Linked DNA regions of Canis lupus: region 1 is linked to region 2. The links are chromatin contacts, called in public Hi-C maps. All regions are on one chromosome and are shown on one strand. The core of a region is the stretch at or near the end of the contact, and the rest is flanking DNA. Distances in the headings are between cores, read along the strand shown. Region 1 holds the start of ZFP91 (E3 ubiquitin-protein ligase ZFP91). Region 2 has its middle 23 kb from the start of CNTF.

The links. A called contact is a pair of places that touch in the nucleus more often than the background predicts.
Region 1: a contact with region 2 is called in a Hi-C map of amygdala, with 3 times the contacts expected there. The contact joins the promoter of ZFP91 here to the enhancer-like site in region 2. A contact is called at or near these places in 2 of 9 Hi-C or Micro-C datasets (amygdala and liver).

Annotation. Positions count from the first base shown.
Region 1 is chr18:38,252,610-38,257,312 of UU_Cfam_GSD_1.0, reverse strand. It overlaps ZFP91 (E3 ubiquitin-protein ligase ZFP91), which reads left to right and starts at 2,754. Exons shown (of 11, transcript XM_038563187.1): 1 at 2,754-3,172. The coding sequence starts at 2,823.
Region 2 is chr18:38,185,504-38,190,185 of UU_Cfam_GSD_1.0, reverse strand. No RefSeq gene overlaps it. Among named protein-coding and RNA genes, the nearest start is that of CNTF, 23 kb to the left of the region's middle. Within about 2 kb of position 2,290, at least 5 of the 20 cell types and tissues checked have an H3K27ac peak or open chromatin away from gene starts, as enhancers often do.

The DNA.
Region 1 (4,703 bases), core at 1,505-4,004, 67 kb before region 2:
TTAACCAGCACCCAATTCATTTTGCTATCTTTGTTTATTTACTGATTCAGAAATTATGCTTACCAGCTTCCTTGAATAGAGTGCAAATCCATTAAAAGTAGGGCAGAGTAGCAGTCACATTGGGATTTTTTCAGGACTTGGTTATTTCTGGGGTCTAAAACACAACTATAGTGATCATGAAGAATAAAACCGGAAGACCAGACACAAGGTGTCAAGCTGCAGATGTCTCAGGAAGCACAATTTCTGCCTAGTAATGTTGCCTAATAGCAGTTTCTCTGAAAAGGGATCCTGAGATTGACTTTCACCTTTTTTTATCGCTGTGATTTTTTATCCACGTCAAATGAAATAAAGCATTTACAATAGGCTTATTATGAGAAAGCAGTATGTAAAGAACTATAATTATGGCCCTCTGAAACATAATATTACTTCCATTTTTACCAGTGGTGAAATATATTCAAGGGATAGTAAGTTGCTAAAGATAACAGAATTACAGATAGCTTTGCTATTTATTATAATCCAGATTTAGTTTCAGTGCCTGTGATCTTTCCTCTCCAACACTGAGGTCTTTTTTTACGTTGATGTAAAGGAATCATTCATTCTTCCATTCCCCTGTGATGTTAAGATTTTTTTTTTTTAATCAAAAGGAGATTCCCACTCTGCATTACTTTGAGCAGCCATTGGATGTCAGTGCTGTTCCAAAAGTCCAAATGGATTTGAAACAAATTCCCATCCACACCAATCCATACAGCTTTTACAACTGAAATGCCACTAGTCCCGTTGAAAGTGCAAAATACTCGATGGCGAATATAAGACATTTGCCGAATCTTAAGTGGTAACTGAGCCAAAACACTGAAAGGAAAACTGCACTTCAGCACTTGGCTTGCAAATATTAGACTCCATCTGCAGCTTAAAATGAATGATTAATGTGAAATTTAGAATTGGATCCCCAGGTCTTGTTTTCATCCGCTTGGGGGGCGAGGGCTGTGTGTGTGTGTAAGCCCCAGATGCTTCATTTTTCCAGGGGTAAGAACCACTCTTTGATTTTAGTGCATGAAAGGAAGAAATGAAGGCATGCTGGAGGCCCACTGCTGTCGTGGAATGCAACCTGGAAAACAAATGGAAAACTCCCATTTGACGCATTAGGATAATTTAGCTGCACGCGCTGGTGGACATAAAAGTAATTTCTGACAAAGCTGCTGCTCTGACTGTGCTTCCTGTGCAGCAGAAACATTTAAAACCACAGAAGCCGAGTGGTTTCGAGGCAAGAGGCACGAAGGAGGCCTTTGGTTTCTGAGTAGGTCGCAGAATCACGCTAACAGGACCCCCCCCCCCCCCCCCCCCCGCCGCAGCCCTGGGACCGCAGCCAGGTCAAAGCACCCTACGCCAGCTACTGGGCACCGACATCTAGTAGAACAGTAGCTCTACAATTCTTTCCAGGCTTTTATTAAGAACCCAGTGATTGATTGGTGGGAACTGCGCTACGCCCCGAGCACCCGACGGATCCAGATTCGGTCCCTGACCTCCAGGAGCTCACAGGGTAGTGAGTTACAGGATGACGAGGCGAACACTGCAGGCGTGAACCCTAGGAGGTGCGAAGTAACCAATCCAGACAAAGCGCTACTAACGCGGCCACCCAAGAAATGTCCCGTCAACGCCAACTTAGAAAGTCGACATAAACCGTCCCAAGCTATCCCGACCAGCAATCCACTCGCCACTTCTGCCAGGATCTGTGCGGTCGTCGCGGCCTAACCCGGAAACACTACCTCCCTGAAAGACCACACAGCCACTGCAGAAAGAGCGAACTACCTTTCCCAGCGTGCATCAGTCAAAACCTTCCCGGCATCCTCTCCGCCTCCGGTTTCTAATCTTTCCCCCCCCGCCCAAGCTTAGGCTCTTTAAGACTCCATCTCCCAGGATGCCTTTTAACAAGTTAACCGAGCGCATGCGCCAAGAGGCGGGCCCTCCTTGCCCTCACGACCCCGCCTCTGTTCTACCGCCGCCATTTTTTCAGAGACTTTCATCCGGCTGCCGACGGGGTTTTTTTTCTTAAAGGAGAAGCGACAACTCAAAAAATTTCCCCCTTCGTTCCCGCAAGACCTGGCGGCGCTGGGGACAGAAAGGCCACAGACAGGAAAGTGGGATCGGGGTGGAGGCAGAAGAACGCCGAGGCTACTTCCGCGGCTTAAGGAAGAAGGATAGAAAGAGCCTTGTGGCATTAGCGGCTCCTTAGGGAGGCAGGTGCGCGCGCAGCCAGTCCGGGGTGCGCGCGAGGCGGGGAAAAAGGTGCGTTTTCCTCCCACCAATCTCCTCGCGGGACCTGCTCCTCCCACTGCCCCTAGCGCGCGCTGAGCTCGTGGCGCGTGGAGGGGGGGTGGAGGAGGAGGAGGAAGGTCACTTTAGGATTGTCGCGAGACGCAGCCGTTTAACGGTGAGAACGGGTGCGCGGGGAAGGAAACCTCGCGCGCTCCCTCAGAGCCGTTTCCTGATTGGCTAAGGAAGGGGTGGGGGAGGGAACGCGGGACGTCGCTACGTGAGAGACGACGAGGGGCAGGGGCGAGGAAGCCGTCCCTCCTCTCCCATTGGTCCGCTGAACGTCCTGTGGCGGGCGCGCGCGCGCCGCCGGCGGTAGCGGGCCTTGAGTGGCAGGGGGCGGGGGGGGCGCCCTCGGAGCCGGGCGGAGGGGAGGGGGGGGAAGAGGAGCGCAGAGTGAGATTGAGCCGGACGCTCCGGGAGGCGAAGGGGGCGGGGGGAGCAGCGCCGCGGCCGCCGCCGCCTCCGCCTCCGCCGCCTGGGACGAGGGGGTGGGGGACGGACGAGCCCCGATGCCGGGGGAGACGGAAGAGCCGAGACCCCCGGAGCAGCAGGACCAGGAAGGGGGAGAGGCGGCGGCGGCCAAGGCGGCTCCCGAGGAGCCCCAACAGCAGCCCCCTGAGGCGGCGGCGGCCGCGGCGCCTGCGGGGACCACGAGCAGCCGCGTGCTGAGGGGAGGTCGGGACCGGGGCCGGGCCGCTGCGGCCGCCGCCGCCGCCGCTGTGTCTCGCCGGAGGAAGGCCGAGTATCCCCGCCGGCGGAGGAGCAGCCCCAGCGCCAGGCCTCCCGACGCCCCAGGGCAGCAGTCCCAGGCCGCGAAGCCCCCGTCTCCAGCTCAGGGCAAGAAGAGTCCGCGACTCCTGTGAGTAACGCAGTGTTTCAGGCGGTGGGAAAGACCCCCCTGTGTCCGCACGCAGCCCTCCCGGCTCCCGTAGCGCCCGCTCCACGTGACATCCTGCCTGCTCTGCCCCCTGCCGGCTCGCACGCCAGATGTCACGCCGCTCCCCGCTCGCGGTCCGACGGCTCCTCTGGGGCCCTCCCCGGGCCCCCGCCTGTGGGCCGCTGCCCCCCTCCCCGAGGTCGCCCTTGCTGCGGGCACCTCTCCTGCCCCGCGGTGACCCTCCCCTTCCCTGCCGCCGCCGGCTTCGCCCGCACTCGGGCATCTGCGCTCCCTTTGTCAGCCTGCCCCTGCCCCTCGGACGGCGGCTCTCCACTATTACATCACATCCCCATTAGGAAATCAGCAGCTCGATCTTAGCCTTGGAAAGTGTGTGCGCCCTCCCGCCCCCGCCCCCCCCCCCCAAACACACACTAATTAGCTCCAGAACCCGGTGGTACTAGTAGCTTCACCGAGCTTTTACCGCTCTCCTGAATCTGCACCTCACGTTCACTTGTTTTAGAAATCTGGTACTTAGGGTAAAAACGGGGCTCTGCCGATTTTAAGTGCAGTCTTTCATACAAAATTAGCTAGGTGAGTTTTAGTGGTTTTGTCTGTCTTTTTAGGTTTTTCTTGTGCTTATGTTTAAATGTTGGAACTTCATCCTTAAAAATGAGGCTGCGAAAGCTCTCAAAGGAATTGTTTTATTCTCTAGAGACCATGGAGGGACCAGGAACATATATATTTTAAATCGTTAGTATTAAAATGTCCCTGTGTTGAAGATCCCGCAGTGTGTGCGTTTGTAAATTGTAGAAATTAATCATATTAGCCATTGAGCTCGTCACTGAAAACGTCATTTGTGTCTTTGGGCTTACTTTGAAGTGAAAAAATATTGGTGAAGGGGGAAATTGGAGCGGAGGGAATCCTAACTTTAAGTGCCCCCTCCCGTAGAGATTATGCCAAGATTTGACTTAAATCACATTAGGACTTGAAACACACCTGTTCCAAAATTAAGAATTAAGTCTGTGACTCGCATGCTTGCCTTAGAAGCTTCTCAGAGAGTGAAAATTCAAAGGTATATTGCAGTATTACGTGTGCTTCAAATTTTGGAATGTTATTCAAATGACTTATAAGTACAGGTTTTTGTTGTCCATAGAACTGTAGTTTACACAATAAATTCTCTAAATTATGTTAACTTAAATAACATTCCTAAACGATTTTTTTCATTTCTGTTGCTAAACCTGGGAAGGTTAATAACTTAATATATTTTTAAATCCCCTTCCATCCTTACCTGCTCATTCTACCAGTTTTTTACTTTCAGAAATGATATCTTAAGATAATGACACCTAGTGCAGTAGTTTTTTCACCTTGTAGTTTTTTTTTCCACTAACTCTTGACAAAAAAAGTACTTATGAGCCTTTTTACATCCACGATATTAAAACCGTTGGACTTGGATGAAGATGACTTAATGAAATTCCTTCCGTTTTTTTCTCCATATTATTCCCTGTGGGGAGAG
Region 2 (4,682 bases), core at 1,041-3,540:
CCTTGAGGTTGCCAAGGAGCACCCCCGGTGGGTGGAAGCAGCAGGGGCAGGCCCCGGGGAGCCGGCTGGGGTGCGGACAGCCTGCGAACAGGAGGCTCGAAGAGGCTCACTGCACACTGTGCAGCCTGGAGGCTCTGGGGTGGGGGGAGCCGGCACTAGGCCTGGGGGGGAGTCGACACTGAGCCCTGGGTGGGGAGCCGGCACTGAGCTCTGGGGGGGGGGGAGCCGGCGCTGAGCTCTGGGGGGTGGGAGCCGGCACTGAGCTGGGGGGGACGATCCGGCGCTAAGCCCTGGGTGGGGAGCCGGCACTGAGCTCTGGGGGGGGGGGGGGGGGGGGAGCCGGCGCTGAGCTCTGGGGGGTGGGAGCCGGCACTGAGCTGGGGGGGACGAGCCGGGACTGAGTTGGAGTGGGGGGGGAGCCGGGACTGAGCTGGAGGGGGAGCTGGCACTGAGCCCTGGGGCAGGCAGCTGGCACTGAGCTGGGGGGGAGCCGGCCCTGAGCTCGGGGTGGGGGGAGCCGGCGCTGAGCTCTGGGGGGGGTTGGCGAGCCGGCGCTGAGCTGGGGGGGAGCCGGCACTGAGCTCTGGGGGGGCAGCTGGCACTGAGCTGGAGTGGGGGGAGCCGGGACTAAGCTTTGGTGGGGGGAGCCAGCACTGAGCTGGGGGGGAGCCGGTGCTGAGCTGAGGGGGACGATCTGGCGCTAAGCCCTGGGGAGGGGGGGTGGAGCCGGCGCTGAGCCCTGGTGGGGAGTCCGCACTGAGCTGAGGGGAAGGAGCCGGGACTGAGCTGGAGGGGGGAGCCGGCGCTGAGCTCTGGGGGGGGGGGGGGTGGCGAGCTGGCACTGAGCTGGGGGGGAGCCGGCGCTGAGCTCTGGGGAGGGGCGAGCTGGCACTGAGCTGGGGGGGAGCCGGCGCTGAGCTCTGGGGAGGGGGGCGAGCTGGCACTGAGCTGGGGGGGAGCAAGCGCTGAGCTCTGGGGAGGGGGCGAGCTGGCACTGAGCTGGGGGGGGAGCCGGCGCTGAGCTCTGGGGGGGGGCGAGCTGGCACTGAGCTGGGGGGGAGCCGGCGCTGAGCTCTGGGGGGGGCGAGCTGGCACTGAGCTGGCACTGAGCTGGGGGGGAGCCGGCGCTGAGCTCTGGGGGGGGGCGAGCTGGCATTGAGCTGGGGGGGAGCCGGCGGTGAGCTGGGGCGGGGGGGGGGGGGGGTGGCGCCGGCACTGAGCTCTGGGTCGGGTCGGAGTGGGCACTAGGTCTGCGGGGGGCCGGGGGGGGAGTCGGCCTGAGCCCCCGGGGGGGGGAGGGCCTCCGCCGCCGCCGCCCCTGCGGGCTGACTCTGCGGGACCGCGCGGGGAAACGCGGCGGCGGGCACGTGGCGGGGCTGCTCCCTCGCCGCCGCTCCCCTACCCGGTGCCCGCGGGGCAGGACGCTCCCGCCTCCCAGGCCCTGCGCGCGGGGCGAGCGGATGCTGCGGTGGCGGGGCGGGGGGGGGGGGGCGCGGAAGGCCGGAGCTCCGGGGGGAGCGCAGGGCGGGGCCGGGGAGGAGGGGGCGGGCCGGGGACGAGGCCGCCCAGCTGCGGCGCCGACCCGTGGGCCGTGAGCGTGGCGCGGGCCTCCCACGTGCACGCGGTGTGGGGTGAGCGTCCCGCCGCTTGGGTGCCGGGGCGCGGGGAGAAGCCGCGCCAGCCCCCCCACCCTAGCCCAGGGCCGCCGCGCCCTGCCCCTCGGCAGCTCCAGGGCCTGGGAGCCAAGTGTGTCCAAACACGGGGCGGTGACTCGGCAGGCCTTAGGCCTCTCCCGAGGAGTTAGCTTCTCCTAGGCTGCCCTCCTTGAAGTTGGGGGGGTGGGGGGGCAGCAAGAATGGCCCGGATCAGAAGCACCAAGAGGAGTGAAGCTCAGGCTTCGCGCTGGACCAGGGCCAGCTGAGCTAGGCTGCTGAAGAGCAGCCCCAGGACCCTTCCAATTGAGCTCTATGAAGAAAATCAAATCTCAGTTACTGGGCACCGAGGATTTTATTTATTTATTGTTATTATTATTTTTAAAGATTTTATTTATTTATTCATGAGAGAGAGACAGGCAGAGGGAGAAGCAGGTGCCGTGCCAGGATCCTGATGTGAGACTCCATCCTGGGACTCTGGAATGACACCCTGAGCCGAAGACAGACGGGCAGCCGCTGAGCCACCCAGGCGCCCCGCACCAGGCATTTTAGTCTCACCGGCTCCGCTCCTGACCACAGGGTGCAGGCGGGGCCCTGCTGCTGCTGCTGCTGCTGCTGCTGCTGCTGCTGCTGCTATTACACTGAGTGAGGAGGTGGCCCTAGGGCACAGCCTGGAAAGCTGGGTGTTTCCCCCTTTGACCTGGGCAGCTTGTGTATGAGGCACCTTGGCTGGGAGGTCACATTTACTGCAGGCTGATTTCCTTCCTTGTGGACCCTGGGCAGGTATTCCAGAAAGGACCCCCTTTCTGGCTGAGGCGGGCTCATAGTAGCTCTAAGAAGTGAGAGGCGGCTGTGTCCACGTCCCAGAGCCCTAGTGTATGGGCACGGCAGAGCTTCTGAAGGGGGCGTAGCATCTCCATAAATAGCCCAGGGTCCAAGAACTTCAATCCTCCTTCCCAGCGTGGAGCTCCCCAGGGGTGCCCCGTTTGTGGGATCAGGAGCTCCCCTAACTGTGACTCTGGGTGAGGTGCTGTATAACCCTAGGCTAACCTCTTACCAGTTGCCTTTTACATGAGAAGAATGTGAGGCCGGGAGAAGTCAGGTAAAGTACCAGGGCCACAGGCACACCTTGGAGCCAGTATTTGAATCTAGGTTCATCAAGCACCAAAGCACAGTTTTCATCCACTGATCTGTGCCAGCCCTTCCTAGGCAGTGCCAGGGTCTGGATTTAGGATCACTTGACCCCGTGGGGTCACTCCTGGGTAGCCCTGGTTTCCACCGTGTGCTTGGAGCAAGTCTTCTCTTCCCACCGTGTGTGGGAGTGGGTACATCATCCAGAGGAATGGGTGCTGGTCTTGATGTCCCGATGAGTTGGAATCTGGGCCTTAGCAGTTTCATCAGCTGAGCCCTCCCACATCGTGGCTTTCTTCCCAGAGTCCCACTTCTCTCATCTGTTATGAGAACAATACGAATCTCTTCAGGCTTGAGCTGTTAGTGTAAAATGCCCAGCAGAGTGCCTGGCACAAGATAAGGTGTCCATTTAGTAAAGTGGGTTAAGTGAACTTGTTCAAGGTTTGGATTTGCACCCAGGATGGTCTGAATCCAACGCTTCATGTGGTTCCTTCCAATCTCTATTTTTGCATTCTTTTATTAAAAAGTATGATTGATTTCTCATAAGGCAGTTTGGGATAGATTATTTGCCAGAGAGAAGACTGTTCTCTGGGGAGACAGTAAAGCCTTTTTCCCCGTTGGTGTAGCTTCTTCCTATGACAGGGACAAGTAATCATGCTGCTTACCACATCCTGCTCAGTCCGTGGGGCTTGTGACTTAAGAACAAACACCTTGTGTCACTGTAAATCCAAGGGAGTCTGGAAATTCATCGTGTTTGGTGATAGCTCTTTCCCAGGATTTGGGGCAGAATTTGGCATTTTATAGCAATGGACACAGAAGATAAACATGCTTTGGCTGAGTGGTGGCTAAGCATTTGCTGATATGAATCAGATGCAAGCAGGAAGGGGGCAAGGAAAATTCTGAAGATTTTTTTTTAAGATTTTATTTATTTATTTATTTGACAGGGAGAGAAAGAGAGAGAACACAAGCAGGGGGACTGGCAGGCAGAGGGAGAGGGAAGAAGCAGGCTTCTTGCAGAGCAGGGAGCTGGATACGGGGCTCCATCCCAGGACCCTGAGATCATGACCTGAGCTGAAGGCAGATGCTTAACCCACTGAGCCACCCAGGTGCCCCTGAAGATGTTTTGTTACCAGCACTGGGCAGCATTTGCTGAGGCCTTGGGGACTAGGGGGTCACATCCCCTGACTGTTCCGAGGCAGCATAAGGAACACGCAGGCAGGACAGCCTTGAGTTAGATACCAAGGCTCTGTGACCTCGGATAAGAAGTGTGACCTTCCTGCAAAACAGGAGCAAATAGGACTTTCTTAGCTATTGAAAAACATTTCAACAAATGCTTGTTACGGAAAATTCAAAGAGTAAAGAGGTTAAAGAGGTTAGATAAAGTGAAAAAGACCTCCTTCAGCCAGTTCCACTCCCCAGGGATCACCGTGTGAACAGGTGGACATCTCTTCACACCTGTGAAAAGCACATATACGCACACTGTCTTCTTTTACAAAAATGGTACCAGGCCATACACACTTTCCTTTTAACCACAGAGAAATTGATTCCCAGGGAAAGTAACGGTGCACAAGGTCACACAGAAGAGATTGTAGCAGGGCTGGATCTGAGTCCCTGCCTCTTGGCCCCACACCCGATGCCCCACCCTGCCTCACAGTACCCCCACCTCCGCCATCCTTATTCCACTTGAGCATTCCAAGGGACACACATACAATTACCCTTGTGGATAAGCAGAGGAATAATCCAAATACTTAATACCATGCACTTTGCAGTCCCAGCCCATCAGAGCCCACAGGGGGTGGAAATGGCCTTCCTGAGGTTACTGGCTAAATATTGGCCCTGTGTGGGGGGGGCCCTCATTTTCCGACCTTTCTCATTGTCTCTCAATGCATAGTTGGGAAG